2 separate regions of the Macaca mulatta genome follow, and region 1 is linked to region 2. Evidence: chromatin contacts called from public Hi-C data. All regions are on one chromosome and are shown on one strand. The core of a region is the stretch at or near the end of the contact, and the rest is flanking DNA. Distances in the headings are between cores, read along the strand shown. Region 1 holds the start of EEF1A1 (eukaryotic translation elongation factor 1 alpha 1). Region 2 holds the start of SLC17A5 (solute carrier family 17 member 5).

Region 1 (3,059 bases), core at 436-2,935, 130 kb after region 2:
GTGAGCCGAGATCGCGCCACTGCACCCCAGCCTGGGCAACAGAGTAGGACTCCATCCGGAAAAAAAAAAAAGAAGGAAAAAAAAGTGGACTGTGAAAACCGAATGGACTAGGAAAACTTTATACTACAAAGATACAAAAACCAAGAAAGCACCATACGCGTTTGCCTTTAACTGCTTCCCAACTTGTTTTCCTCTTCCAATTTGATTGTGGGTTCCTCTCCAGAAGGAACTCCACAGTACTTAGCGTTGGCCACATAGTAGGTTCTCAAATACTTGTTAATAAATAAGTTTGTTCGAGAAGCTGGGCAGTAATATTCTACAGCTGGAAGAAGAAACATAATGATCTAGTAATTAGCTCATTAAAAATAAACGTTCTTCATTCCTCAGAGGAGCATTTCCCAAGGCCTGTCTTGATAGCCATCCAAAACGGCCAAGCTCATCCAATCTTGCCCTAGATTTATGCTAAAATGCAGTTACAATCTATAGGATGACAGAAAAAGAAAGCACTTATTTAAATATAATAGGCACTTATTTAAATAGGAGAAGCTGTGACTTCATAGCAAGTGTTGGGGTTAGGAAACTGGGTGGATAAACTTGCTGATGCTGTAGATCTTAGTCTCTACATGAGATCACGTGGAAAATCTGAATTTGAAAGCTTTTTAGCTTCCTTATGTTTGCAATCAAATGACTGTACACCTTTTAATTTAAAAAGTACCATGAGGCACACACACACTCGCAGGAACTTTTTGGCGTAACAAAACTAGAATTAGATCTAAAGCTAACTGTAGGACTGAGTCTATTCTAAACTGAAAGCCTGGACATCTGGAGTACCAGGGGGAGATGACGTGTTACGGGCTTTGATAAAAGCAGCTGGCTTTGAATGGAAGGAGCCAAGAGGCCAGCACAGGAGCGGATTCGTCGAGCTCACGGCCATCGAGCCGAACCTCTCGCAGGTCCGTGAGCCGTTAAGGAGTCCTCCAGTCCAGACCCTTCGCCCCAAGCCCCTCGGGGTCCCCGGGCCTGGTACTCCTTGCCACGCGGGAGGGGCGCGGAAGCCGGGGCGGAGGAGGAGCCAACCCGGGGCTGGGCTGAGACCGGCAGAAGACGACGCTCTAGGGATTTGTCACGGACTAGCGAGATAGCAAGGCTGAGGACAGGAGGCTGATTGGGGGGCGAAGGTACACCCTAATCTCAACACAACCTTTGGGGCTAAGCTAGCAATGGTAGAGGAAAGATTCTGGACGTCCCTTCCAGGCCGCCACCTCGTCGCCTCCCCCTCCCCCTCCTCTTCCCCCCCCGCCCCGGCCGGAGCTGAGAGTAATTCATACAAAAGGACTCGCCCCTGCCTTGGGGAATCCCAGGGACCGTCGTTAAACTCCCACTAACCTAGAACCCAGAGATCGCTGCGTTCCCGCCCCCTCACACGCCCGCTCTCGTCATCACCAAGGTGGAGAAGAGCATGCGTGAGGCTCCGGTGCCCGTCAGTGGGCAGAGCGCACATCGCCCACAGTCCCCGAGAAGTTGGGGGGAGGGGTCGGCAATTGAACCGGTGCCTAGAGAAGGTGGCGCGGGGTAAACTGGGAAAGTGATGTCGTGTACTGGCTCCGCCCTTTTCCCGAGGGTGGGGGAGAACCGTATATAAGTGCAGTAGTCGCTGTGAACGTTCTTTTTCGCAACGGGTTTGCCGCCAGAACACAGGTAAGTACTGTGTGTGGCTCCTGCGGGCCTGGCCTCTTTACGGGCTATGGCCCTCGCGTGCCTTTTATTACTTACACGCCCCTGGCCGCTGTACGTGATTCTTGATCCCGAGCTTCGGGTTGGAAGTGGGTGGGAGAGGTCGAGGCCTTGCACTTAAGGAGTCCCTTCGCCTCGTGCTTGAGTCGAGGCCTGGCTTGGGCTCTGGGGCTGCCGCGTGCGAATCTGGTAGCACCTTCGCGCCTGCCCCGCTGCTTTCACTAAGTTTCTAGCCATTTAAAATTTTTGATGACCAGCTGCAACGCCTTTTTCCTGGCGAGATAATCTTATAAATGCGGACCAGGATCTGCACACTGATATTGGGGTTTTGGGGGCCGCGGGCTGCGACGGGGCTCGTGCGTCCCAGCGCACATGTTCGGCGAGGCGGGGCCTGCGAGCGCGGCCACCGAGAGTCGGACGGGGGGAGTCTCAAGCTGGCCGTCCTGCTCTGGTGCCGGGCCTCGCGCGGCGGTGTGTCGCCCCGCCCTGGTCGGCAAGCCTGGCCCGGTCGGCACCAGTTGCGTGAGCGGAAAGATGGCCGCTTCCCGGCCCTGCCGCAGGGAGCTCAAAATGGAGGACGCGGCGCCCGGGAGAGCGGGCGGGTGAGTCACCCACACAAAGGAAAAGGGCCTTTCCCTCCTCGGTCGCCGCTTCATGTGACCCCACGGAGTACCGGGCGCCGTCCAGGCACCTCGATTAGTTCTCCGAGCTTTTGGAGTACGTCTTCCTTAGGTTTGGGGGAGGGGTTTTGTGCGGTGGAGTTTCCCCACACTTGGTGGGTGGAGACTGAAGAGTTAGGCCAGCTTGGCGCTCGATGTAATTCTCCTTGGAATTTGCCCTTTTCGAATTTGGATCTTGGCTTATTCTCAAGCTTCAGACAGTGGTTCAAAGTTTTTTTCTCCCATTTCAGGTGTCGTGAAAACTACCCCTAAAAGCCAAAATGGGAAAGGAAAAGACTCATATCAACATTGTCGTCATTGGACACGTAGATTCGGGCAAGTCCACCACTACTGGCCATCTGATCTACAAATGCGGTGGCATCGACAAAAGAACCATTGAAAAATTTGAGAAGGAGGCTGCTGAGGTATGGGAAAGATGAACTAAAATGAGTTTTACCAGCAGAATCATTAAGTGGTAGTGATTTCCCCAGAACTAGTGAGTGGTTTAGATCTGACCCTACTTATTAAAATAGTTTGCTTTTGGTTACTTCTGTAACCGTATTGCTAGTGAGTAGTTTCGATTTGGATATTAATAGTCAAGATCCTACTTTAAAAAGTTTGCTTTTTGGTTGCTTCTGTAACCCTATCTAAGTGACTAAAATTGCT
Region 2 (3,280 bases), core at 576-3,075:
ATAACCTTGGTCACCTGGAAGCTTGTTAGCAATACAGAATCTCAGGCCCATCCCAGATGTACAGCTTCTCAGAGAAATAACCCCAATTGGGTAGTTTGGGTAATAAAGTTTTGGCTTTCACAATATAGGCTGGCCGACTCCAGACCCAAAGCAGATGATGGTGCACATGCCTGGAGACCCAGGACCTATGGTGCAGATCAAGTCTGAGGACACTCTGCTGGAGAAGTCTCCCTTGCTTAGGGAAGAGAAGTGGGGAAGTCGGATTTTTTATTCTAGACAGGCCTTCAATTGATTGAATGAAGCTCACCCAGATTATGGAAGGGAGCCATATTTACCCAAAGTTCAATGATTTTAGTGTTAACCTCATCCAAAGACATCCAGCAAGTTAACACATAAAATCAACCATCACACCAGATCTGCCGAATCTGAATCTACATTTTAAAAGGATTTGCCAGGTGACTCTGCATAATCAAGTTTGAAAATGGCATTTTTCTATAACCCTTAGAGAGTAAAAATCTACGTGGTAATTCAGTAACTCAGAAACAAGGCTTGATTTGCTGCTTTAACTTGAGAACTTTCCTAGCATTTACTGATCTGGAATGCCTACAGAAATCCTCCCCCCCCCTTCTAGGTAAAGGACCCTCCCCTTTGTTCCCACGTGGACCTCACTAAACTTCTAACCTGGTTTACTGAATTAGTGGCTTGCGGGTCTTCCCTGTCTACACCAAACTCTCCGAGAACATCTACATCTTATTTTCTACCTCCACAGAGACAGCCTTTATTAGCGGCTCCAGATCTACCCTGCCAAGGCAAGCTGGGTTTTCCTAGTTTCACTTTCTCAGAGTCCGCAAATGCTAGCACAATCTATCCAAATTCTATCGTGGAGATATAATATGCACACATACATCATACATCAGAGGATTCCATAGGTCGAACCATATGAAACTACCTATGTTGATTATTTTTACCTATAAAACCAGCAACATCATAGGACGCAACAAATTTCCATTGCTGTTTTCCCACCTCAAAGCTATTTTAGAGCGGGGAGCTGTGGCTCACGCCTGTAATCCCCGCACTTTGGGAGGCCGAGGATGATTGCTTGAGCCCAGGAGTTCGAAACCAAGCCTGGGCAATACAAGGAGACCTCGCCTCTACAAAAATAAAAACCAAATTAGCCATACGTGGTGGCATGCGCCTGTAGTCCCAGCTACTTGGGGGCGCTGAAGAGAATCGCTTGAGTCCAGGAGTTCGAGGGTGCGGTGAGCTGTGATTGCGCCACTGCATTCCAGCTTGGGCAACAGAGCAAGACCCTGTCTGGGGGGGGGGGGGGAACTATTTTAGGGACAATATGCCGTCACAGTCACGGGGTAGATCGTACAAAGGTTGCTAACAGTATGGCACTGAGTGCTAACAACTGAATGTCAAATTATGAAAAGCACACCACCCACTTCCCTAGTTCGGGCGAAGCCCTCCCCATAATTACGTGCAATTCTAGTCCCCACTGCCCGCCCGCAAGCTCCCACTCATCCTCCCTGCGGGAAAGGCGGCCCCTGCACTTTACAAGGGGGTGCAGGAGCGGGAGACTGTCGTCTGAACACCGGCTCCCCGGCAAGCGTAGACCGGCGGGACGAGCTCACTGCGCCAATCCTGCCAGAACTCCCGGAACTCCGCTTCCCTAGTCCAACCCACGACACAGTTGCCCACATCTAAGATGGCGGCGGGGGCGGAGTCGGCGCGGCCACTTCTGGGCGGGACCGCGGGGACAAGACGTGGCCACAGGGCGGTGCCAGCGTCCCCGCCCCGCCCGGTCCGGCCAGCTTGGCCCGGGGGCTTCGGGCTGTCGGGCCGGCGCGCCCTTCTCTGCCAGGTGGCGAGGACACCTGCTCCACGTAGGCGTCATGAGGTCCCCAGTTCGAGACCTGGCCCGGAACGATGGCGAGGAGAGTACGGACCGCACGCCTCTTCTGCCGGGCGCCCCACGGGCCGAAGCCGGTAAGCGGCGGGGTCGTCCAGGGGCTTCGGGTGGGCGGCGGTCCTGGGGGCGGCGGTCTCTGGGCGGGCATGGCCCTGGTACCCGCACCTTGCGCTGGCGGGACCGGAGCTGCTCAGGTGCGAGGGGACATTAGGAGGGGAGCCCGTTCAGAGTCCCGCTCAGTTCCGCCTGCCTCAGTGCGCAGAAGCCCCTCGGGGACCCCGGGGGCCGCGACCGTGATCGCGGAGCCGACCCGGGGCCTTGGCGGGTGCGGCCCCACGGGGCGGGGGCGGGGAGCGGCTGCGCAGCAGGCTCTGAGCTGATAGTTATTTTGGGTAGTGCTGAGCAAGGGACCCAGTGGAAGAACGAACTGGGAGAGAACCATCAAATGAATGGGCTAAGGTCCGGGCGGAGGACCCCAGTGTAAGAGCAAACTGGAGGAGAAACCTGCAGATCAGTAGGCAGAGGGCTGTCCTTCCCTGTCACCGCTAGGTTTCCGCCACTGCGTATCCGCCAGCATGTGACCTGGTAGCTTTTTAGGCGGGGAGGGAGACAAAAAAGGACTGGGGTTAACGTTTGTGAGTATGCAGAGGGCAATTATTGCATAACCCAGCGACTATTTGACGTTGTACAGTAAGAGACTAAAAACATCGAAAACATTTTTTTAAGTTAGGAAACAGTTCAGTTATCCTCAGGATACCTACAGAGTTCTAAGGTAGTTTGCCAGAGGTCTTGGAACAAATCGAAAAGGAGGTACTTCATAAAGCATCTTCCCTGAATTTGAGAAAATTAAAATATTTTGCTATTTGACACTTTTGTAATATAGTTTATTTAAAAGTAAGGAAAACTAAAGAACAAATCAGTTTGAATGCATTCTATAGTTTCAAAGATCTGTGTGTAAGAAAGAGTTGCACTGGAAATTTGACTTTGGCTGACCCAGAATTGTATAGTTTTCTATATTTTTATTTGTTTTTAATGTTACCAGATGGTGGCAGTAGAGGTGGCAACATTATAGCTCCATCTGGCAGCTGGGAGCTTATTTTAGTCAACACAAACTGTAAATACCATACCATAGTTAAGTTTTACCTGGCAGTCGGACTTAGTTCCATAAACTGATCATTTTCTGCGGCTTGTAGAGTTCAAATTGTATGATATTCCTCATAAAATAATATAGAAATACAGAAATAAAAGTTATAATAAAGATATTTCCCAGAGACTATTACATTGTTACAGTTGAAAAATAGGTATACGTATAATCAAAATTTAGCACAAATGTTAAACATTATTCTCAGGAAAATGCAGATTAAA

What was found. A called contact is a pair of places that touch in the nucleus more often than the background predicts.
Region 1: a Hi-C map of fetal cortex germinal zone shows a contact between it and region 2, with 2.8 times the contacts expected there. The contact joins the promoter of EEF1A1 here to the promoter of SLC17A5 in region 2. A contact is called at or near these places in 3 of 14 Hi-C or Micro-C datasets (CD4 T cells, fetal cortex germinal zone and fetal cortical plate).

The regions. Positions count from the first base shown.
Region 1 is chr4:112,150,874-112,153,932 of T2T-MMU8v2.0, forward strand. EEF1A1 (eukaryotic translation elongation factor 1 alpha 1) reads left to right here and starts at 1,686. Exons shown (of 8, transcript NM_001195750.1): 1 at 1,686-1,698; 2 at 2,645-2,818. The coding sequence starts at 2,675.
Region 2 is chr4:112,020,088-112,023,367 of T2T-MMU8v2.0, forward strand. It overlaps SLC17A5 (solute carrier family 17 member 5), which reads left to right and starts at 1,826. Exons shown (of 11, transcript NM_001260632.1): 1 at 1,826-1,992. The coding sequence starts at 1,899.